2 separate regions of the Bicyclus anynana genome follow, and region 1 is linked to region 2. A link is a contact called in public Hi-C data. All regions are on one chromosome and are shown on one strand. The core of a region is the stretch at or near the end of the contact, and the rest is flanking DNA. Distances in the headings are between cores, read along the strand shown.

What was found. Hi-C and Micro-C count contacts between places; a contact is called where the count stands out from the background.
Region 1: a contact with region 2 is called in a Hi-C map of whole body, with 2.5 times the contacts expected there. The contact joins the promoter of LOC112046675 here to the enhancer-like site in region 2. A contact is called at or near these places in 2 of 2 Hi-C or Micro-C datasets (whole body and whole larva).

What each region holds. Positions count from the first base shown.
Region 1 is chr16:4,984,647-4,991,428 of ilBicAnyn1.1, forward strand. LOC112046675 (fasciculation and elongation protein zeta-2) reads right to left here and starts at 2,719. Exons shown (of 8, transcript XM_024083393.2): 1 at 2,226-2,719. The coding sequence starts at 2,635. It overlaps LOC112046676 (dnaJ-like protein 60), which reads left to right and starts at 5,281. Exons shown (of 6, transcript XM_024083396.2): 1 at 5,281-5,464; 2 at 5,543-5,636. The coding sequence starts at 5,403.
Region 2 is chr16:4,944,241-4,951,819 of ilBicAnyn1.1, forward strand. All of the region lies in intron 1 of LOC112046675 (fasciculation and elongation protein zeta-2), which reads right to left. Among protein-coding and RNA genes, the nearest start is that of LOC128198862, 35 kb to the left of the region's middle. Within about 2 kb of position 4,796, at least 1 of the 8 cell types and tissues checked has open chromatin away from gene starts, as enhancers often do.

The DNA.
Region 1 (6,782 bases), core at 1,469-3,968, 38 kb after region 2:
TCTTTTTTTTTTCAATCTAGTAGAACGTTTATGAACAATTAAGGATCTTTATATACAAATGTGTCAACTAGACTATTGGTTTATGTACGAGTGAAACCAAAGGGCATAGCATTATCTCTAGTTTATATTTTTGGCATTCAATTTAGACCTGGAAAGCGAAAACAATTTGACGTTTTGTTTGTGTACTTAGGTAATTTATTACTCCAAGATTTCACGTAACTGTATATTTTATTGACGAGCATCTGTTACCAATTAAAAAAATGGGTTAATTGTTTACCGAACGATGTTATTGTATTCACAAAATGCAGGTTATCCTTCAGATTTTCGCAAACTGTTAAATTTTATATTCGTCCACATTGAGGGTATTCGGGTCATCTGGAACGGTTCCAAAAGTTCGGTTTGTCACTAAAACAAATGCTGGTTTTAAGAAATAATAGCTTTCATGTTTCACGTAATCTATGTAACTTTGGAAGTGTTCTATATTCTGTTAAGGACACCCTATTATCAACACCCAACTTAAAAAGAGAGGTATTACAAATTTGACGTGTTTTAAATCGTTGCTGCTACACGAATGGACCATTTATGATGAGTGTTTTCAAAAACTGATGAAGATGTTTTCAAAGACTGATAAGCCAATTCTAAGAAACGTTTTGCTGTTATGATGGACATGCCAAGGAAAAGAAAGAAAAAAAAACCGGGTGCCACACACCACAATGCCGAAGCACCGATGCAGCGTCCGAAACCTCAACCACCTGAGCAAGGCAAAACCAAAACTCAAGTTGTAAAAGCATCAAACACCACACTATCCTATGCATGTATGAGTTGAAAAAATATTAATGATAGTCATTAAATATGCGTATGATAATGAATTTCATACATGGTAGAAAACCTTGCAAGGGATACACAATCACCTTCCCATGAGTGAAAGATAAAAGTAACAGCAAAAAGCTGTTTACTGTAAACAATAGAGAGATGTGGGGGTTTCGCCATTATGTTCAGATTCTCATAAATGAGAAAGACCGAGCGAGTGTGACCATGAGCTCAGAGCTGTATTGTATGAAGTCTTTTGAATGTGTAGACTGTCTAGTCTGCGTTTATAGCTGAAGCTTCTTCGGGCTATTTATGAAACGACGTTTTTTATCCAAAGACTTGCACAAGGTAGGTATCAAAGATTCTGCGGTGAAGCGTATTTTGTTGCTGTGCGTTCAAGTATAAGTTCTTATTTAAAGCTCAAGGTTATGTAATAAAATATACCGAATTTATGATATGATTTTTTTCTATTAAAGATGATAACAAAATATTTAAAGAGAAACATTATCGGACTTGAACTTGGTATAAATTGTGCTGAATTAGGAAAACTTAAATTACGCTACCCATTTTTTTGGAAAAATTGTTTTTATACATACACGAATACAATATTACTAGCTAGCGCCCGCGACTTCGTCCGCGTGGAATTCAGTTATTCACCAACACCCCGGGAAACAAGGATTTTTCCGGGATGAAAAGTAGTCTATGTGGCAATCCAGGGTATTATCTATCTTAGTTTTTAATTTCAGCCAAATCCGATCAGGCGTTGCGGCGTTAAAGAGTAACAAACATCCATACAAACTTTCGCGTTTACAATATTAGTAAGACGTGCGTTGATAGACATATTCCACAGTATGATTATGAAGGTTGAATACACGAATATGTTGTGTGATAATAGATTCATACATAGACATTATGAACCTTGTAATTTAATAAAAGACATCGTAGATATGGTTAACATTAACAAATAGGGCATCCATCGGTTACGCTTGGCATAATTGTGTCGTAAAAGGTCAGTGGCTGGTCGCGTGCGACATTTAATCGTGGGGTATGGGTCGACAAGGCAGGGCGGGTCGGGATGCGTCATCACTACCCCTCCACGCACCCTCTTCAACACCCCCAACTAAAACATCGATCGATCCCGCGACCACCAAAGCCATGCGCAAAGCCCGCCCTTTTTGTTTATGCTTCGACAAATCTGAGACTTGAGATAATCTTAAAAATACATTTATATGTATTTAAAAACACGCAATGGGTAATATTTATTTCTTGAAATAAGCATTACAGGATCAAGATTATTGTTTAGAAAGATGTATGCATTATGTTCTTGTATGTTTATTGGACATGACTAAATCGATGATATCACAATCGTGTGCTCCAATTAGTAATTTAGGTATTTAGTGGTAATTGATACTCACTGGCACTCGTTCATAATTTCCTCCTGCGAGCGAACCTGCACCGGGGCCAGCTTTTCCACGCTTTCCTCGTAATTCCCGAAACACTTGGTTATCTTCTCGTCGAAAGTGTTCACCAGATCTTCGAGCGAGCCGGAGAAAGTCTCCGTGAAGTTGTCTCCCTCACCGTTCTGCATATTGTCCTGTTTACACTTCACCGGTTTCGGTTCGTCATTATCGTTGATTTTATTGGAGTCGGTTTTCATTTTCGCGATGTCACTTTTGAGATTGTTCAAATTATTTAGTAGTATGTCGTTGCCGTTTATGGTCTTCTGCGGATAGTCCGCCGTGGATAGACAGTCGTCCGCCTCCTCGATTTGCGCGAGCGGCGCCTCGAACTGTAGTTCGGCCATCCTGCCAGCCGATTCTCGCATGACCGTACGTCCAAACGCGTCGATTATCGCGCGAACACTGCCGACTGCGCTGCGCTCAGCAGCGGCCGACTCAGTCAACTGTGCCAACTGTATCGGCTGTGTCGCGCATGGATCTCCGCGAGAGTGCAATACAAACTTAACTGCATTGTAGACATCCGTGCAACAAAATTGGGTCTAAGTAATAACGCTATTAAGCTCTAATCACACTTCACTAAATCCAATAAGGGAATGCGTGAAAATTTCAAATTAATAAACTAGGTAGGTCATCATCACAGTCTGTTAGTATCCGTCCACAGCTGGACATAAGCCTTTCTGAGAACGCGCCACCACATACGATCCTTTCCCTTCCTCATCGAGTCGCTGCCCATACATTATTAATACCGTCGGACCATCAGGCTGGAAGGCGTCTACAGTGCTCTTGCTGGTACGTGGTCTCCACTCCAGGACAGGTCTACCCCAGCGACCATCTGCTCTGCGACAAATATGGCCCATCCACTGCCGCTTCAGTTTGCTAATCCTTTGGGCTTTGTCTATTTATTTGGTTCTCCTACGGACTTCCTCGTTTCGGATTTTGTCCTTCAGAGAGACTCCTGACATAGGTCGCGCGACTTTCAATTTGTGGATAAAGCCAACCGTCAGTGTCACTCAGTGATTTTGGTTTTTGTCAATATTCATTAATAAATCCACTTATTTGGAGGAACAGTAAGGTCTGTCAGCATTGCCGAAGAGCTTGCAGCGATTCTACCAATAGTACTATGTCGTCTGCAAAACGCAAGTGTGAAATGTATGCGAATACATTTCACTATGTATGTACATCGTTTATGTTGACGCCCTGACATTTCCAGGCCATAACCTTGAATACATTTTCGAGAGCACAAGTAAAGAGTATCGGGGATAGAAAATCTCCTCCCTTTTCGAATTGGTATTGAATGCGATCGAGGGACTTGAACTTAGACAGTCATTGCTGCAGGGTCTTACCAAAATTTCAAAACTTGTTTAAAGCGCCAATCGACCTGGAATCGCTGAAATGAATCAAGAAGAACTGCCCTACTTTAGATTCACCACATTCTTGCACTCCCAATTTTGCATTAAAGTCATAACCGTCGTGAAATAGAACTTAGTCGTATCGTTTGAAGACTAGAGCCTTCGAAATGTCCATCACAAAGGACTTCAACTTTTTTGTCCGAGTGTATCGACGTGGTTGCATATACTTGTATTATTGTAAACGAGTACCGTTGGTTTAAGCTCAGTATGACATGCAATTCTTGTCGACACACTCAACGATGTTATTTGCGAGGATTTTCTTTACCAGGAAGCCCACTCCGCTTTGAGACGTTTTAACGCCTTCACGATAGTGAACAATGTGACCTGATTCTTAAGTTACTGTGCCCTCACCTTCTCTTCGCATTTCTGATAGCCCCAAAATGAACTTGATTTGTTCCAACTCCACTAATATTTCGGCTAAGCTTTTGTCTGTTCTCACTGTCCTGGTATTATACGTAACCATAACTAGTAGATTAAGATGGTAGCTCTCCAAGCCTGGAGATTCTTAGCACCCCCTGCCCTGCCGTGACCTCGACCGCTACCGCAGTCGGGAAGAGCAGTGCGACCGGGAACCGGGCCTTCATGTGTTGGCGTTTCTCATCGGAAGAATTGCTATTAGTGACCACGCTGGGTAGGCGGGTTGGTCATCGCAGTGCCAGACTGATTGCAAAAGTCGCTGCTGGCCGACACCGGCCTGTAACATTTACCTCAGTCTGGTTTTAGAACGGCTATACCGCCATTTGCCGGTCGTGAGAGCCTCGTTCGTTAATCAACAGAGGGTACCGCAAAAGTTGAAAGTTGGAGTGTTGAGGTGGTGGTGCACTTCCTTATCCTCCTACATACACTTATCCACTATGTATGTACATCGATGAATTATAATGTAGGTACGATTATGTACTCTACTACAAAGATATACATTTTATTAGGCAGGACATAGATTAATATTTTATTATTATGCAACCTCTAATCTCACTACCTACCTGTACTTAGCAAAAGTTAATTCTTACCACAGATCACTATAGACTAGAAATTCTTACTATTCTGCAAGATCGGGATTTGCCTATAATTTAAAGATCACACATCACATCACAATCATCATATTTTTGTTTTTTTACTGTTTACCAATGTTTACGAAAAATTCGAAAACAGTCGAATTTAAAAATTATAATTACATTTTTTACTAGCTTTACTGCTCTGAATTCTAGCACTTTCGAGCTTTTATAATCTAATTTAATAAAAAAATTACTTTGACATCTAACAAAGCTCAGACTAAATACATAAGGACTAGTATCGCACCCAAATTCACGAACAAAATTTTCTGCCATTTTCTAAAGAAAATGAGCTTAAATTTCATACATATCTTATACTAAACTAGCAGTTTTTGTTCGTTTTTTACACCATTTAACTACACAAATAGGTATTTTTTTTATCTAATTAGTCTGAGTAACAAAGCATTAAAATTCCCAGACCATTTAAAAATTAATTAATGCTTTATAGTAAAACATGAATAAACGCACGTTTTATCATCAGTTCTGTTTAGTCTGTGTATGTCAAATGTCAAAATGACAATGTCATTGTCAATAATTTATTTTTAATCTGTGGCTGGGTAATATTATGGATTTTTATTTTTGTCATCTGCGAATTTTTCGGTAGAAGCAATATAAAAAATTTCTGTTTAAAATGTTTTCAATCCCGTGATAGTTTAAATTTAGACTTTAAAGTAATGTATCTTTTAAAAAGAAGCACAGATATCAAATCAATCTGCACACTTGTACGCTTGTATACGTAAGCTTATTTTATGTTAAGAAGAATTAAAGATTATTATTTTTCTGGCGTCGTAATATGATTATTCTTTTTTTCTAGTTCTGGTCGAAAAACGCACTATGAGACTCTTAATTTACAAAAAAACTGTACAGATAAAGATATTAAAGAGGCGTTTATTAAGATGAGCAAGCAGGTATGGTGCTATTAAAAATTCAAAAAAACATGAATCGAAATATTTGCTATAGACAGCTAGCTATTGCTTGAGCAGTGCAGTCACTTGCCTGAAGAAAATTTTTCCATCACCCTATGTATTTTTTTATCTATGAAAGGTCTGTGAAAGGTACACTATGTTCTAGGGTTTAGGGAAAAATATTGTTATTCTTGAAAAACATGACCTTATTGCGGTCTGTATCCTAATGTACGTAATGACATAGGCTATACCCCCTCGGGAGTAAGCTCGAAGAGCTGATGGACATTGGGGTCCCAAGGTGGTGTCACCATAATTGAAAGCAGGGTTGGTGGAGCCCTCACCAGGTGGACTGACAACATCAAGTCAGTCATAGAGATTCACTGGATGCAGGAGGCTCACTGTTGGGTGGAAGTCCCTGCAAAATACATAGGCCATGTTAGTGGTATGCGTCCATCCACTGGAACAGGAACTATTTAAGTGTTACAAATAGTACCTGCTTCCCGCCTATTTCGTATAGATACGTGTCGCCGCCTAGCATATAGTAGCGTCATTCCATTTCATACTTTTATGACTTCCGGTTATTATAGTTAAATTTAATTAATTAACAATGATTATCAATCCAAACAGTGTAGAGGTTATTATTAATGATTTATATAAATATAATTATTTATTTTACATAATATAAATTCATCATTGGTTATTTTACTCTTAACAATTGTGACGTCACGTTATGATTTATATTGTATTTAATTTCTCAACTTTGTGTTTCGATATTTTAATATTATTTTACGATTGTTATAAATCTCCTCTAGTTAATTAATGTGTTTTAGATAGAATTATAATGTTTGGTTTGTATAATAATACTCCGAAACTATTATTAAAACGTACTTGTATTGTTAACATATTCGTGTTACCAACAGTAGACACTAACTTTGCAAATATTATAAAATAGAGGGTTGTTTGGCAGATTTATTCTTATACTACCATCAGCGTGTAATATTAACATTATAGCAGAAGCTATGCTGAAATTGTTATCGAATAAATTTGTGTACAGTGAAAGTATTATTTTAATTCTCCCACCTTCTGTTTCATCAGTGAAACCACAGGAATCAGCTATAAAAGCTACATCTATTTCATTACTGTAACTAT
Region 2 (7,579 bases), core at 3,546-6,045:
CCCCGCACCGAAAAGCACAGTGTTGGACGACCCCCCACTACGTGGACTGGATGCTTGTGGCTTGACACCGTTTTGTTTGGAAGTCCATGCAAGAGGTATATGTCCAGGAGTGGATGTCCATCGGCTGTTAATGATGATGATGATAGACAGCAAAGTATTTTTATGGCGACTTCTCTAGCGCAGTTAGAAATGCTATTTTCAAAGAGGTACCGCTACCTTAAATAGCTCACTGACTAGCAAATATGGACATACTCGTAGATCTTAAGAATGACAAATATTATGCTATATAATCTGTGTTAAGCATAGACGTTTACTATGGTAGATAAATTATTGAAAAGTCATGGACTACGTACAACACTACAACTTGTACAACTATTTGTACAAACAACACTACTTGGACCACAGCAGATAGATCACAAAAGCTATTTTATAATTCCATGACTTGGACAGACAACACTACTTGGTCAGACAACAGTACTTGGACAGACAACAGTACTTGTACAGACAGCGCTACTTGGATCACAGAACATAGAACACTAAAGCTATTTCATAATTCCGTGACTTATACAGACAACACTACTTGGTCAGACAACACTACTTGGACAGACAACAGTACTTGTACAGACAGTGCTACTTGGATCACAGAACATAGAACACTAAAGCTATTTTATAATTCTGTGACTTATACAGACAACACTACTTGGTCAGACAACACTACTTGGACAGACAACAGTACTTGTACAGACAACGCTACTTGGATCACAGAACATAGAACACTAAAGCTATTTCATAATTCCGTGACTAGGACAGACAACACTGCTTGGACATTAACACCAGCCGTGATTGATGATATTCTATCAAAGGGTCACGATGATATTGAAGTAAATGGATCACTGCATAACAGCTAAAGTGATATGAAACAATCTACTGGCTGACACACGAGAAACGAGGTTAAGTTCGCAGTGCTCTTGTTATCAACGTACACAATGGTTTTGTAGGTCGTCGCAAGTGAGAACATTATGCCATCAATCAGCAATACTGAATAGATGTTCTGACATTTACTTAGGGTGATTTTCTATTTTCATTTCCTAAGAGACTTACAGTTGATGTCCCTTGGACGTTTCTTCGATGCAAAGTAATGGAATGGGTATCTTTCAATCAAAAGTCTAGAGAGGCACCTTCTAGGTCAGTGAGGTTTATCGTAGGCTGCATCTTCTTTACCACAAAATATGTTTGCACCCAAGCATTGGCCTATTCGGCTCAACTAAAAATAATACATTTTTTATCAACCAATTTTTTAGTAACAGGGTTAAGGGGAACTTGGAGCTTATGCCTACTACGTTGCTCAAATCAGATTGGCGAGCTACACATAATAATGATAATGTATGTCTGTAACTCACTAGGACTGCTACAGTGATGTTAAATGATAGAAAACTCTATTACATAGCCCGACAAGTAAGACAAATAAATATCTTATGTTTATAAATGTTTTTATTGGGTTTTCGTATGCTATGTGTTTAAACTGTACCTACTTGTGTATCTAGATATAACTATATCTGCCCCTTGGGTAAAATAAAGTACTTTCAAACCAAATTATGTCTGGAATGGAAAATACTCTCTGATAGTATGCAATAAGGCAATCGGTGTATCGCCATTCGTGCCCGGGCGTGTCAGGTTGTTACCTCTGGCGTACTTGGCTCTAGGCTCTAGGATGTTATTGATCCGTCGTTCGTTGTCGTAGTTACCTACTGCCAACTAACCGCAGGCCGTTTACTTACAAACAACTCTATGATAGGTCAATATAGCTGTGGTATAGATGCAGAAGGACGAGGGACATTATGTTATGAATATTATGACAGCAGAACATTCTAATTTCAAAAATTTAGAAGCTTTGGAGAGCATGTTAAAGATTGGTGATCTAGAATGCTCAATTGTTTCAAATCAAATGTAATTCGTTTATTTCAAGTACTTTACCAGGACTTTAAACGTCGAGTTTGTATATTTGTAGTTACTCCTACTGTTACACGTGCAGAATGCATATTTGGCAAGAAACTTAACAACTTTAGGAGCAATGCTACTTAAATACGGTATCGGTATCAACAATATTTGTTGGATCTGAGCAATAAACTAACTAATTATGACTTCTTTATATGCTTGTTTGTTAATTTAATGCGTTGTAGGTAATATGTGTGACATCTTATCACTGAGCCTAATAACATATAGGACAATATTCATTCTATCATGTATATTGCTGCTACGTGACCTGATTTGCGCTTGTATCGATTAAATTCATATACTCGATGTAATACTAGCGACGCGTAACATGTCCCGTGCTTTCATCCCCTTCATCATTGGGGTTAAACTGCCTCATTCCTCCAGTAGTTACGTCGATTTGGTTTTGAATCATGAGATTTATGAATTTCAAATCCTGAGTTATACAAATTTGAGCTTTTCTACCAATAAAAGGTCGGTGTTGGGTAAGGTGAATATATGCCTCGAAGTGCATCAGCTATTGTTGCAGGTCAATATGATTTATTTCGTATAGTTAACCACAGACAGGTCTAGCTTTTTCTTTTCTGATTGTGAAAGTGCCGTAGGCTCCTTATTGGGACCTCAGCGACATCACCGGGGGGTTTGGGCGAGAGCAGAAGCATCGCCTGATAAGTCCCAAAGCAGAAGCAAAAGCTTGTGGTGAATCGGAATTTTAAATACCCTCTGCTACGAGTTTAAGAAGGGAAGCTTGACCTTCGGATAGATTAATTAATGGGTAAATTTTCAAAAATCCTTCATTAGTGCAAGCCTACTCTCTAAAATGACCCCGTATTCAAATTTATGTGATTTTAGCTAGCTCAGCAGCTGGACTTTGAAAATCTGTTTGTTATTCAGTCAGTCATCATATTATTCTTGTATATAACTAAACATACATACCTTAACAGTCACGTTACTCTTCTTAAACGATGCTCAATAACACGATAGTAGCATCTCTGAATGTATTCAGTCGGCGGTTCATCATTTATTAACATCGTGTATGCGCTATTGATTCGTGGAGGGTTGTCATAACTACCGAGTATGAATCCTTGCTTGTGACCTACTTCTATCAATTCGAGTTAGTCAATTGAGATTTCTAATTATAGTAAAATGAAATGAGGCTTATAAAAAGCCACTACTTTGCAAAAGTTCATAATATAGGAACTACGAGTACTTATGAATAATAAAATTCTGCTGATTTCTATAAAAAGATCTTTCTTATGTCATCTTTTTGTTGGCTTCGTTATGAGTATTTTATTAAATTTTAACTTCTTCAATGTTCATTATCCGTTTGTAAAATAAATTATTAATAGCTAGGCACTAGGCAGTATCCCAAAGTTTTTAGCTTTATTTTTGCATCAGCAGCAAATCAATTAGATCGATAATTAAATATCATACTTTAAAGAAACTCAACATTTATTGGGTTTTTCAAAATAATTACCTATGATATTTGATATCTGTGACCTTATTATCTTAAATGCTTGAACTCTTGTATAGCGACTTCAATCAATTGCTACCACAGCCGGGCTTCAGACATTCGATTGATAGCAGATTTAACCTTTGGTCATTACGCCAATTTATTTTGTAACGTACATTGCTTATAAATCATTAAAAAAACAATTTAAATAAGAATCAGAAGTATAATAAGTTATTTATGTTAAAATACTAAACATTTTAACCAACTTATTTGGACGAATGACTTATCTATAAAAAGTTTCATGTTTAATCATTCGATTAATCAAAATAAGTCAAAAAAAATGCATCATTTATCTCTTATAACTATAACGGTAATAAAGTCTTTTACATTCAATGTATTAAGTAGAACAAGTAGTTTAGTCAGTCGAGTCGAGAGATAGGTAGTAACTACTTTGACGCCATCGCCACTTGAGATCACGAGATCTAATCTAAATTAATGTAGTTTACCAAGTAATTTGAAGTCACGATAAATCCGACGATTATAAAGAACCTAATAAAACGCAGCTAAATGTGTCGCCATAAAAAACCACGTCGTGTGATATACAACAGCGATGGTGTCCCATTAAGAAAAGGCGGGGGGGATTCAAAATTAGAATTTTATATCAGTCTCCGAGTTTTTTTTTTTTTTGCTGAGCGATGTCTCTAGCCGGAGCGTGAATGGGGCCACTACAAAATACCTATCTCATACTTTAGTACAGGGGTCACCAATTAGTTTCGCTCGGGGTCCATTTTAAGAAATGACATTTAAAAAAAAACATTTACTAAACAAAGGTAATTACGGACATTACAAAGGTATTTTATTTACTTATCAATGAGAAAAATTACATTTTTTGTTGCTGATTATTATCTGTCTGAAGTTTGGAGTGAAATTGTAATATCCTGGAAATATTCATCAGTAAGTCGCGATCGAAATTTATACTGCGGGGGATATATTTTTTCTACAATACATTATAATAAAAATACATTATTTTCATTAAGCGTAGAACAATTAGATACAGTAAATATATTTTGAATAACATTTTATAATACATAAGTTATGAAATGACATGCGTTTTTTACCGTCATTTCTAATTTGTATCTTGGTAAACAGTGCACATCATATGGCTTTAGTATTAGAAAGAAATTCTCGGTAAATCGTGTTATCCTATTGAATCATGCGCTTCTAAAATAGATACTGTGCATGAATCTTTTTTTAGATATTAAAAAAACATGACATCTAAGTAATAATTCACGGTTCATTGCCTCTATGTCGGCGTAACAGGAGTGGTCTCGAAAATAGATCGGTTTGTGTACATTTTTTTGTGGAAAGCAGGTGCGGTGCCCGATCCGGTAAGCAGGTAACGCACGGGACCTGTTACCCATTTCCGCGTTAAAATTTTAACGATCGAGTTATATTTTAACTTTACTTTTCTGAAATAGAGAAATCAAATAAAGCTACAGACATTGATGTTCATACTTTATAAATTACTGATGAATATCATAACACTGGACTAGTACATCGATATAGTAATAAAACAGATAATGTTGGCACATATTTAGTTTCTATCGTATAAATAAATACCTTGACTTATACAAATGATTGTGGGTCACATTTAATCTTGTTACAAATGCTTATAAATGAAATATGTTTAAGTATCTGTTTCACCAGACTGGGACTTTAATTGGACCTTCAGTTACAACGAAGAACATTATTGGATCATCAACAATCCTATAGAATATTATATTATCATACCTAAATGATGTTATGAAAAAATCTACCGAATTAAGAGTCTCTTCTTCTTACTTAGTTAATTAAGATCAAATTTCCTATTGATGTACCTTTCACGTTCGCAGAACGTGAAACCAAACATAATGTTAATTAGTTTTGACACTAAGATCAACTACTTGTCAAGAAAAAATTATAGATGATTTCATCAATAAAGTCGATACTATTGTCTACGTGATTACAATTCTTATAATTTTAATCACGTAGACAATAGTATCGACAAGTTCTACTGAAAAGAGTCAAAGAGGAAGAAATGCTTGCTCATACTATCATTTAACCAAAAGAGTTAAAACAAAAACCGTAAACAGTTAATTGACGAGAGAAAGAGACAGATAGTAGCTTAGAGTAGAATAGCGTGAAAGTATCAGAGATCAGACAACTAAAGGGCCTCGGTATAAACAAACGCTTGGCTGCAATAATACCTAATAGTAAGGAAGATGCAGGATACGAGTACGCCTAGATGATGTGCTTTTTCACTCTTGACTTGAAGACACATTGTAGCTGGTACAGAAACTGCTATTTTGCAGTGAAAATTAGAAATAAAAACCAATAATGAAACGAATTAATCATCGAAATGAAATAATAACCATAATCTAAGAAGCTAAAACGCTTTGTACGAGTCCAAGACCTAATTTACTACGTAGGGATGCAGGTTGCTGATGGAAATTATTCAAAGTAAGAAATACCCACATTACGACTACGAGTGTGAAAATTGAAAGATTGTTCTAAATATATTTTCAATAGAACAGTATCGATTACTTTTTGTTTTGTTTATAAATCTATCAATTTATTAGTATGGGAAGTGGTAACTCGGGTGTTTCAATGGACGCCATACGGCTTGATTAATGACTCCGGTTTCGTTTGGTTTATTTTTTATTCCTTTTTTTAATGAATCTCTCGTGTTTAGATCCCATCTAATTGGATGACGCGGTGGAAACCGAGTGTACGGTTAAATGCCTCAATAGCACCTACCTATACTTAACTATGAACCGCTTTCTAACCACTAATTTTTTGAATATCCAATTATATAAACTAGGAATCGAAGTAATTGGATTTATGGAAACTGCTTATGTAGTTATATTTTTAGATAAATTCTGTTACTTCCACTCTAATGTGCCTTTACTTACGTATTTCCTTTAAATCTTCATAATAATACTTACCTGAAACAGAAAAATAAATATTAACATGCATATTTTTGACATAACATATTATACTAATATTATAAAGCTGAAGAGTTTGTTTATTTGTTTGAACGCGCTAATCTCAAGAACTACTGGTCCGATTTGAAAAATTCTTTCAATGTTAGATTTATCGAGGAAGGCTATAGGCTATTTAATATCCCTTTATTCGTACGGACTAGTGTCTATTATTTTAATACTTTCACTCATATCGAGATTAGAAAGGGTCTTAACAATATAAAACTTCTTCGTAATAGACCAGTTTATGTAATTGAATTTTTTGATACAGGTACGATATAGAAGAATTAAACATATTGATAGACATGTGACAGTAGGAGTTGGTGTTGTATCTATATGTGTCAAAATAACCAGTATATTTAAAAGAGTAGCCATTGAGAGTAAAAGTGTCGTCCGGTTGGTACATGCAGACCACTTGTCAAGTCAAACACGAATTACGATACGACCAGTACTTGCATTAGCATACGGCCTTTGCCACACCCAAGATACTCGTCGTGTCAAACATACGATGAACTATTTACTTTTCTCAAGTAGAATAACACTGAGTAACTAACTTAAACAAATACACATTTTAAATATTACGTTTCCTTGGATTTAATAAGTATAAATAGGACTGCCCCTATACCTCGAAGAGCACGTTAAGAAGTCGGTCCTATAATTATCATTAACATCTGATAGTAGCCGTTAAAAAGACAATCATTATCACCTGTCAACCCGCATTCAATTCAAATTGCGATGAAGCAGCGTGATGGATGGATTAAGCTTTCTATTCTAGTAGGGACTAGTGGGTCATTAAAACAGGATGACAATGATGATGAATTAAAATACCTGATAAAAAGAATTAACAAAACACTCTCTATTCATATCAAACAAGATTTTGCACTTTGTTATGTCTAATCACTTGCAATATCATATCTACATATTGCAATTTCTCTTTTTATGTAAACACAAATCCCTTATACTGCAAAGCATTGCAAAGCGGTTTTTTTTATAGATAAATCTGCGATCGTACAGATCCCTAAACAGGCCTTTTAAAAAACCGATAGATTACACAAAGAAACTGAGATTAAACTGAGCTTCAGTTCTCGTTTCCAAGATTAATCGTGGAAGCAAA